2 separate regions of the Arachis hypogaea genome follow, and region 1 is linked to region 2. The links are chromatin contacts, called in public Hi-C maps. All regions are on one chromosome and are shown on one strand. Each heading gives the region's core, a stretch centred on a gene start, on an enhancer-like site or on the middle of the called end of the contact. The rest is flanking DNA. Distances are from core to core; before and after follow the strand shown.

Region 1 (5,844 bases), core at 2,468-4,967, 150 kb before region 2:
ATTAACTTTACACACAAAAATTTATTAATATTTATTTATTTTAATATATACCTTTTTCTTTTTTGATGACTTAAATATATTCAGTTTCACAAAAATAATTAATTAAAATTTTCTTTTTCATTAATTTTTTATCTAAGTTAATAATTTTTCTTCCAATTCATGTTACTTGAAAAAGAGAATTCAATTAATTATTTTTATTTATATAATAAATATCATCTGAAAAATTAATTTTTACACACAAAAATTTATTAATATTTATTTTAAATTAAATTAATAAATGTATAATATATATTAAAAAAATTATCATATTTCTTCAACACACTTATATGCCTTGAAAGAGAAACTAATCATATAATTTTGTTAAATATGTTTAGATATACTTTTTTTGTTTAATAAAATAATAAATATTAAATATTCACTCGATAACATAGTTTATTCATTGTAAAAAAATAATAATTTAATTATAAATAATAGGTTGCATCTAAAATATTCCAATAATAACTTGAAATATTTAATTTTTTTAGACAATTTTTTTTGAAATATTAATTATTAAAAGATTTTTCTTTTTTTAGTATTTGAAATTTTCTTTTAATTATTTTTTATAAACAACTGTAAATAGATATTTTAATACAAACAAAATAACAAGATATCGTCTATATAATACCAAAAAATAACTATGTTTTCTTATATTTTTTTTGTGTCTACCATATTTTTCTATATGTCTGGTGTTATACAAATTTTGGATGCATATATTTTTAGTGAGTTTAATTTTGATGTATTAATCGTGTAAAATGTGTTTTACACAGTCGTGTATTTAGTCTTTTGGATGACAATTCACACTGTCGATAAAAAGTAATTATTTTTGTTAATGTAATGTTACGTCATATCAATATTTTTTAAACAATTAAATATAAATTTTTTTATTAATTAAAAATATTTAAATATAAAAATAATTAATAACAAACTATTTTTATAAGATGTTAAGAATATGTGGTATTTGAATAATATTTTTTTATAAATATCTATATGTACCCAGAATAATATTGACAAATATATTGATATAATATTTAAATTAAATATATATAAATATTACCATTAATTTAAATGTATGTAAATACGTAAAGTTATATGTTTTTTGTTGGTTAAAATATATAAATACATTTTTATATTTGTGAAACTGAATATATCTAAGTTATCGGAAAAAAAAGGAATATATTAAAATACATAAATATTAATAAATTTTTGTGTGTAAAGTTAATATTTTTGGAAAGAGGGCGTACATTTAAAAGTCCAAAAATAAAAAAAATCATACAAGGTCCAATATTATCTTTAATAATTAATTAACATAAATATAATTAGCCTATTTAATTAATACATTATTTACATGTTACATAAGACAAAATACACTATATTTTATTTATAATATGTCAAATTTAGTCTCTTCAATTACTCTCTTTCTAAACACTTGTTACACTATCCTTTTAACAAGACAAACATACACATATAGAAGAATCTTTCTTTTCTTTCTACATCGTAGAATTCATCCATACACATATCAGTAAAAGATAGTAGGCAAAAAGTATTCCAAAGAACTTTGACAGAAAGCTCTATTCAATGGAATTATAAAAAATAATTATAGATTTATCTCAATTTATTATTTTATATTTATATATTTTTAATAAATTTTTTTAAAATTTTAAAAACAAGTTCAAACCTCACAAAAAAGTAAAGTTTAGTATCTTTAAAAAGCAAAAGAAGAATCATAAGAAAAAAGTAACTTACATAATTGAAAATAGTCAAGTTATTCACGATTCTAAATTCAACCCAATGGGTAGGGGTGTTTGCGATGCGATCGGTTTTGAATCAAAAACTCATTTGATTTGAACACTATGTTTACTTGCGGTGCGGTTTAGATTGGATATTTTTTTTAAAAAATCCGATCCGATTCGATCCAATTTTGAGCGGTTTGGATTGGGTTGGATTTACGGTTTTATCAATTAAAAAATTAAATATATATAACAAGTTTCAACATCAAATTTCAAATAACCAACAATAATATAGAAAGTCTTAACAATATCTTAAAAAACTAACGATAACATAACAATAGAAATAAAATTATAGGTTAGTTAAAATAAATAAATAAATCAAATTTTGAACATAAAACATCTATTAAATAATAATAATACATGAAAAATATAAAAATATATAACAAATTGAATATGTTATAAGTATAATTGTAAATGTAATAATAAAATAATAATATTATAACACATTGTGCGATTTGGATTGGATTGGATCGGTTGTGAAAAGTAGATCCGAAATCCGATTCGATTCAGCGGTTTGCAAAAAATAAGATCCAATCAAATCCGAATTAATGCGGTTTTAATCGATTTTTAATTTGAATTGGATTAAATGAACGGTTTAATTTGGATCGGTTTAAATTTAAACACCCGTACCAATGAGTAATAATCATAAACATTTTAAGCTCAACTAAACAAAACTTCAAATTCCTCAATTTAGGAACTAAAGCACTCTTATTGAAAACGCCAATTACTCAATAAACAATATCGTCTTCTGTATTCGAATCTAGGTACACAAACAAGCCACCGGTTAACTCAGCTTCCTAATAACACTCTTAGATTCTTCAAATGAATCCAACTTAATTGTCAATGTGACAGCAAATCGTCGCACAATGCAGGTGCAGCAAAGATATCAAAGATCTCTCACTCTTGAACGATAAAACTTTGATATCTAGAAGATGACGAATAGTGATCAGTGACGATACTCTTTAAAAATTACGAATATTAATATTTAAAAACGGTATTACTAATGTGAATTTTAATGTTTAAAGAATGACATGTATAAACATGATGGTAGTAGTTAAAATTTATTTTTAAAATATAAAAAAATTTGTTAAAAATATATAAATATAAATTAATAAATTAAGATAAATTTATAAATATTTTTAATAATTTCATTGAATAGAGCTCTTTATATGAGTTGCATTAAATACTTTGCCGAGTGAGAATATATATCGCTCTTTCCATGGATACTTGGATACCATGATGATATAAGGAATTAGTGAGTGCCTTCAATAGTCCAAACCCAGAATCATAAAATGAAAAAAAAAATTAACGAAGTAAAAATGTAGGAGTACATTTTTTTAATAAATGAATTAAAAATTAAAAAATTTATTTGTTAGAGAAAATTTTAAATCAATCCCTAATAATTTTTTATTAGGCAAATTCTAATAAATTGAAAAATTGATCTCTAATTTTGTTAGAATATTATCTATTAAACAAATTAATCAATGATTATAAATTAGTACGTAACATTTAAAAATTAGATAAATTAGTTCGATAGTAAAATAGTTGTCTATGTATGAGTATGAATGGGAAATAATGTGAGGAGCTATGGGAGCAAGTATTGGAGACGATAGCATGGTAAAAGTTTATAGGATTAAAAGAGAGATAAAAGGATGAAATATATGATTCATTTTTGGTGTGTCTTTATTTTTCATTTTTTGGATAGCTACTAAACTCGTATTAAACTTTACAGATTTGGCTACTATTTGTAACAGAAACATCAAAATGACCTTCTGAGCCCAAATTCCGGACTTAGATGAGAATTTTAGGTCAAAGAGTGTTTTTTGGGTCATGGGTCAATTAGTTGTTTCATATTATTGCTCAACAAATTAGTGGAGTTTAAACCTAGTGTGTAAAAGAATGGTTAGGGCTTCCGACGGTAAAGCCCAATTTGTTTCTTTTTAGAAGCTTTCAGCCTTACCCACTAAGTGTTTTTCAGAAGTTAGCGCAGCCTATTTTCAAACTTTTGCAAGATTGCAACTCAGATTTGTTATTCTTATTACTTGTTAGACTATCAACATTAAAAAGGATTTAGCTAAATTGTGCCTAAAGACACATATTAAAATTATAGATCAAAAAAATTTTTATTGAATAATTTTTTTTCTAAAGATAATAGTGATATTTTATTTAATAGAAAAATAAATACAATGTTTAAAAATTAGGACAAGAAAATAAAAAAAGAGAATTTTTTAAATATTCATGAACAGATAAAATTGTAAGAAGAAAATAATATAAAAAATCGATAAGAAAGAAATCTTATGGTACTATATATAAGACAAAATAGATAGCTCATGGTTCAACTTAAGCGATGTTGCTAGCACTTTCTCCAGAGGTTCCTAGACATGGTCGAAGACTCACTGACACTTTTCCTTCTAAATATTCCAAACTATAATCAAAACCAGTCGATCTCTTTGAGGGTTTGTTCCTTAAAGCCCAGTTTATAATACCAAATCCCTTTATCAATCGAAGACAAGGAACATCTATAGTCTGGAATGAGATAAGCCAAAGAACTCTTCTTCCACACTAGATTAGTGTCTCAATAGAAAATTAGACAGTGTATGAGTGATTCTCGAGCTGATTTGCAGATTGGATAACTTACCGGAGAGGATGAAAACTGCTGGTGGATGAGAAGCAGAATAGGAAGTTTACTATGGAGGATTTTCTATGCAAAGAACAAAATCTTATGAAAAATTTTCAGCTTTCATAAATGGCTCCAAACTGGCCTTTGTTGCATGAAGTTCGGACAAAATTCAATGGAGGTATGGTAAAATTGATAAGCAATCCTGTATCCTGATATAACATCATATGTTTGTGCTCTGTTCATTATCTATTGAATTATGTTTTCACCTTCTTCTAGGATTATGATAAGTATTCGCTGAACTATGTTTGGAGGATTTTTTTAAATAAAATAAAAAAATTAATATGTTTCCAAACAAGATTTTTCAACTTAAATTTCAAGAATACGGATTTTTTTTTGTATTTAGGGCAAATTCGCCACACCCTAGCAAACTTTAGGTTGAGTTTTCAAAATAAAAGCATGGCTGCTAGAGAACGAAGCTCAGAACCACACTTTCATTCTTCACTTTTGTTCTCATTTTTGACATTTTTCTTTACAATGTCAATGAATCCCTTGTTATCCATTCATTATGATGATGAAATAGTGTATGATGAAGAAGGTTTTATCGTTTTTAGGTCTGGACAACCGACAATTATCTATATGACACCGAAAGTCAATAGTCTAACAGTATTGAAAAATCTGATATTGTATTCCGTCGAGTAGCAACAGACGAAAAATGTGAAAAAATTTACTACATATATCCGACCGAAGTAGATGATAGTTTGTTTTATAAAAGGTATATCACAATTGTCTTGGCTCTGTTGTTAATATATTTATTAGACCACGGTTGTGAGAAATATTTCTGTTATTTTGAATTAAGTATCGGTTACGTGACGACGAGGACGTACGTCATATAAGATCGTGGCACAACCGATGGACAAATGTTTATTTGTTGAAATTATTCGTGTTCCTCATTGATTTGGGTGGACGAGGATCATTTGCAGATACCGTCGATGATAGTCCCTTGAGTGGAGCTGTTAGACGAAATATTAGAAGGACAATAGTCGATCTAAATATGCCATCTGAAGGTCGTCAAGGGGGTCTAATGTTGAAGTTCGTAATGCTGACATGATGAAAGATGATGTAAAAAGTCATGAGAGTTCTGCTATCAAGGATCAGATGATGGATCAGTATGAAGTTAACCCTGATGACGGAGATGATGCTAATGATGAACCAACAGAAATTCCTAATGATGGTGACGAGGAAGAAGAGATGAACTACTATGGTGACACACAAATCGCTATGACACAACCTTTCATTTCTCGACCATATGACCGACCGGATCACTTCTCCAGGTTGAATCTCGATGCAATGACTTTGGATTGGTCGTTTACCCAGGGAGGCCCCGAAGAGGATCCAAAC
Region 2 (5,874 bases), core at 679-3,178:
AACTACAAAAACAAAAGAAAAAGAAGGAAAAGGAGAAAAAAAAATAACTACAAAAATAAAAAGAAAAAGAAGGAAAAGGAGAAAAAGGAGGTGGAAGAGGATAAAAAATGCAAAATTTTAATATTATTGCTTATAAAGTTATGTGTTTTTTTTTTATATTTATTGTTCAAGACAAAAAACAAATATTTATGTAAAGTTGAATACAAAATAATTATATATACAAAATAAAAAATAAAAAGATTTTAATTGTAAAAAATAGTAGTATTTTTACTACACAAATAGTAGTATTGCTATCTCTATGCTTAACTCACATACAAACAGTAGTAGCGTAAATATATACACACACAGTAGAATACGATGCTTAACCCACATCATATACATATATTTATAACATGGGTTAAGGTTTTGGTAGAATATTCCGTATACGTTCAAAAATATATAAATATAATAGTAATAGAAGTAGAAGTGTGCATAAAGTTATACAGTACTGGTGAATCACAAGAAATTAAATTAACCAGCTTAGCTAGCCCGCATGCAAACAACCCTAATTATGCTGTCTCTGATGCGCATTCAAATCTATCAAACACCACCAACAAGATATATCATATTCATGAGGCGACACAAACATAATTATGGGGTCGAAATAAATCATGAGCTCGCTTCTATATATAGTTAAATACTATATAATAACCAGTATTCCTTAATTCCTCCATACAGAAACTACATACATACATACATACATATATATATGTACGTACGCAAGTACAAAAATATAGATTCTCAAGCTAATTGATTAAAGAACATCTGTATCTATCAATCTAGGAAATTTTCTGTGCTTCGAATAATCAAATCCAGTGTTTTCAAATATATTCTACAAAATGTATTTTGCTTTTTATATGTATATAAAAGACCATTAGTTGATTCATGTAGCATTGCTCTTCGTAGTTTTCATATAGGGACGACAAACAAATATACATTAAATGTTGGTGGGTAATCATGGCATCAGTTTGAGTTAAATTTTTTTATATTTCGTGCTTAACAAATGCATCAAGTAGTTTAGTAACCTGATAATAATTGTAAGAAAAACAATAAAAATTAGAAAAACAATAGATATATGCACGATTGTTGTCAGCGATATTTTTATACATTATTTATCATTTATTTGAAGGAAGCACATTTTTTTCTTGTTAGCGGGTGATTATAAGGAGAAATCTTAATAGTGATGTATGGGATTCAAGACGTGCATTGATTTGATTCTTGAGGTTTAAATCGCATTATTTTTTTCTTCGAAATTGAACTTCGAATATCAGTGGTTTTTCAATCCTCTTTTAACAGTGACTCAACAAACAGAGTAATAAACTAACTCTCTTGTCACGTTGGACAATAATAGTAAAATGGCGTTATTTGTTTTTGGCCTCCAATCAAAGCAAAGACGTGCAATTAAAAGTGTGTGCAAATGATTTTACATGGCCGTGACTATTGTTTTCATTGTGCGCAAAAAAAAAAAGTCGTCATTTCACCATTCTCTACCTATATTTTTCCAATGTGATAAAAAAGTGTTAATTCATCATTTGTTTACTGAGTTACTGTAAAAAAAAAAAAAAAAAGCCGAAAGAATATTATGGTGCTTGAAATTTAATCTAAAAAATAACAATATAGTGCAATTAAAGCTTTAAGAATGAAGTTGGTATAGGACGTGAATGTTAGGATCTAGTTTGAATATTTAGTCGATTATAAGAGGAAACAAAAAAAGAAAGATATAAAAGGGTGTGGGATTTGGTGGAGAGTATGTAGTGGTTTTGGGAATTATAGAGCACGCGTGGTGAAGGAGAGTGTGGGTGGCAATTTATTTATTTCCCTATTAGCCCAATGTGATGAGTAGTGGTGATAAGAGAGGGTGTTGGAAAGTGCCAAAACAAATAAAGTAGTAGTGCAAGAAAAGCAACAGCCGAACCAGCTCAAAAGTTTTGATTATTATTTGTGTGTGATATTTGGGGGTAGTAGATCAGAGCACCCCACCCCCACCCCATCTCTCTTATAATAAGCAATAAGCTACCCCATTCATGTGGTGTATGTCACAATCCCAATATACCCTCTCTCTCTCTCTCTCCCTTTCAAATTAAAGAATGTTATGAGAAACCACAATAAACTCTAGTCTGATAAGTGAATAGTATAGTAGTAGTAGTAGTGGTGGTTTTGGTCTTCCATCTGATGCGATTCTGGAGGTGTTTAAAGAGAAAGGAGTAAGCAAGGGATAAAGGAAGGTAGGTAGGGAGGGAGGGAGGGAGAGATGATGGCGGTGAGTTCGGGGAGCAAAGAAGGAGGAGGGAGTAAGGTGATGATGGACAACGGCAAGTACGTGAGGTACACGCCGGAGCAGGTGGAGGCACTGGAGAGGCTCTACCATGAATGCCCCAAACCAAGCTCCCTTCGCCGCCAGCAACTCATCAGAGACTGCCCTATTCTCTCCAACATCGAGCCCAAACAGATCAAAGTCTGGTTCCAAAATCGAAGGTATTTCTTTCTTCTTATGCCTATACTATACTTACACCTTTTCTCTTCATTTTATACAATACGTTAAGCTTTTAAATGTCTTACCTTAAACATCTTATTACATACAAACGTGATACAAGTATGCTCAACATTTTCATCGTTTTCCTTCAATATTAGCTCCCTCTACTCAACTTTTCCTTTCATATATTATTAGGCTTATATATACTGCATCAACTTACATATCCAAAACATATATGAAACCAAACTTCTTGTTTTTTTAAATACAAATCTGAATCATTCGGTTTCATGCGTCTATGGAATTTCACTTAACGGAAATGATACACCATCAAAAGATTGGTGTAAAATGTTTTTTTTTTTCTATTTTTCTTTGGCAGCCCAGCTAATTTTTCCAAGTTCCTAATTATTTTCTTTACTCTCTGTGTCTCATGATCTGTATGTTGATAATACTTGCAAGTTTCAGCTACATAGATAGATAGATGCAGCATTTAGAAAGAGACCTTTAAATATGGCAATAAATAAAAGGTTTTAATTATTATAGCATAGCGGCAATGAAATACACAAGTGTAATGATGGTTATTTTGATGACAAAAAATTAAAGATGCCGAGAGAAGCAGCGGAAAGAGGCGTCACGGCTGCAAGCTGTAAACAGGAAGCTGACAGCAATGAATAAACTGCTGATGGAGGAAAACGACAGATTGCAGAAGCAAGTCTCTCACCTCGTCTATGAGAACACCTTTTTCCGCCAACACACTCAACAAAATGTATGTATTATATTCTTACAACATCAACAATATCTTGTGTAATCCTATTCTAAATCTTTCTTAAAACAAATAAACAATCCCTTTTTCTATACTTAAAACAAAATCCAATCATGCTACTTTTGTTCACAACTTTGGTTGAATGAAAACTAACCTAGCTTGTAGCTACCCTCTTTTCTTTCTTTTTTTCTCTTTAAAGTTCTTGCCTTTTTAATATAAACATCATTTTCAGTATATCTGTATTGTTGTTATTAGCATCTTACACAAATTAAAGACACTAATTCGATTAATTTCTCTTGTGTTTTTCAGCAGGCGGCGCTTGCCACCACAGACACCAGCTGTGAGTCGGTGGTAACAAGCGGTCAGCGCAACTTGACACCTCAGCATCCGCCAAGGGATGCAAGCCCTGCAGGGTAAGTTCAACAGTGAACTGAAGTATGTGCAATGAATTCTCTTAATTTCTTGTAAAAAAAGTATGTGAAAAAAACATTGAATAATAAAAAATCACATTTAATTAAAGGGTATAATTAAAAAATTTAAGAAAACCTATTTCTGACTAATTATAAAAAAATAAGTAGAATATTATAAATATATATTAGATAAAAAAAATAGTTTAATGCACAAATATTTTGTGTTAATACATATTTCGTGATAACGTAAGTCTAGAAAAAGATCATACCTAAAAAATATAATGTATATAATATAATTTAATAATTACATTGATAATTATTTTTATGGCTTAAACTTGTAATCTTAAAATTTCATAGGAATTACTTAATTGTTATTCCAAATCTTCCCTTCATATATATGTTTTAGATAAAAAAAAAGGCCTTTTTAGATGTATAGTGAAATTTTATAAATTTTGGTAGTTCAGGACTTAAAGGGTGGTTGTTGGTGTTTTGTCTGGATGGTATGTTGCTGTATGTTTTATATTCTGTCTGAAGAAGGCTACACCTATGGGAATATTCTTTCATAGTGCTTTGGGTTTTGTTTGTCTTTCAGACTTTTGTCGATTGCAGAGGAGACTTTAGCAGAGTTTCTATCAAAGGCCACTGGAACCGCTGTGGAGTGGGTCCAAATGCCTGGGATGAAGGTTACTACTTTTCTCTTTGCTTCTTCTCTTTCTCTCTCTCTCTCTCTCTCTCTCTCTCTCTCTCTCTCTGTCCGTTTGTGACAAGTACATGCACCCTTTAAATTAATCTCCATCTCCATAACCAAAGCAACTTGTTTTTTAGCTCATTTAATTTCTGGTGTGACACATGACACATATATCATCATCATCATTATCTCATGCTTTTGTTATATGTTTCGTTGCTTTCCTCTGATCCTCTCAGCTTACTTTGTTTATTTGTTTCTTCCTTACTCTCTTATATATAAATTCGTGCGATTTTGCATGTAAATAATAGGTAGCACGATGTACTGCATGTATTTCTTTATTTGTTATGTAGCTTAGTCTGAACAGCATCTTTGTGACGTACCATCAATCCTATTTTGAAGCCACAATCCATCATTATGATTCTTGTAGTTCCGTACAAAAAAGATACACATCTTGGAGGGTTGATTTATTGTGTTTCAAAACTTTCAAATCACTTAAATAACATAACATTTTGTACTCTCGTTCTGCCTCTTCCATAAAGTTGAATACACATATTTTTCTACCGTTTGCATTAATAAAAGTAGGTAGATACTACAATGAAGACTTTATAATTGTCTTCATGTGAAAATATTTTCTTTTGACCTTTGGATGATGGATTGGATGGTTAGATTTTGATATTTATAAAAGTGTTGTCTTTATTTAAAGTGTGGCTAAATAAATAAATCACACTTTTGAATAAAGCATCTTCATAAAAAGATGTTTTTGCCATCTTCATTTGGGTAGTTGCCATAAAAATAAGGAATATATTTTTCCTTAAGTAATGCATAATATATACAATGTAACAGTTTCTTTGTTAACATGGTGGTGCAGCCTGGTCCGGATTCCATTGGAATCGTTGCTATTTCTCATGGTTGCCCTGGAGTGGCAGCACGTGCATGCGGCCTTGTGGGTCTAGAACCTGCCAGGGTAAGTCCTTCCTTATTCCTATCAATGGTGATGAAGCATTGATACCTACTGAATACATGTGTTTGTGTGTATATATAGGTTGCAGAAATACTCAAAGATCGGTTATCATGGTATCGTGATTGCCGAACCGTGGATGTTCTAAATGTAATGTCCACGGGAAATGGAGGAACCATTGAACTTCTTTACATGCAGGTATACTATATACTTATCGGATATAATTGTCTTAACAATTTGCTACTTAGTTCACATTGTTTCAACCACTGCCATGTTTTTTATTTAGTTATATGCTCCAACAACCTTGGCACCTGGCCGTGACTTCTGGTTGCTGCGCTACACATCTCTTTTGGAGGATGGTAGTCTTGTGGTATGTTACTAATTAACACACACAGTTTTATAGTAACGGATATTTTGGAATGTAATAAACTTTTATTTTTGACGTGTTTGACAATTTCAGGTGTGTGAAAGATCACTTAACAACACTCAGAACGGTCCTGCTATGCCAGCAGTGCAGCATTTTGTTAGAGCAGACATGATGCCAAG

What was found. A called contact is a pair of places that touch in the nucleus more often than the background predicts.
Region 1: a contact with region 2 is called in a Hi-C map of leaf, with 7 times the contacts expected there. The contact joins the enhancer-like site here to the promoter of LOC112716089 in region 2. A contact is called at or near these places in 3 of 8 Hi-C or Micro-C datasets (leaf and an unstated tissue).

What each region holds. Positions count from the first base shown.
Region 1 is chr10:99,160,879-99,166,722 of arahy.Tifrunner.gnm2.J5K5, reverse strand. No RefSeq gene overlaps it. Among protein-coding and RNA genes, the nearest start is that of LOC140175519, 3.6 kb to the right of the region's middle. Within about 2 kb of position 3,717, at least 1 of the 3 cell types and tissues checked has open chromatin away from gene starts, as enhancers often do.
Region 2 is chr10:99,005,927-99,011,800 of arahy.Tifrunner.gnm2.J5K5, reverse strand. It overlaps LOC112716089 (homeobox-leucine zipper protein ATHB-8), which reads left to right and starts at 1,928. Exons shown (of 18, transcript XM_025767938.3): 1 at 1,928-2,514; 2 at 3,113-3,275; 3 at 3,582-3,685; 4 at 4,275-4,365; 5 at 5,239-5,334; 6 at 5,413-5,526; 7 at 5,615-5,698; 8 at 5,789-5,874. The coding sequence starts at 2,291.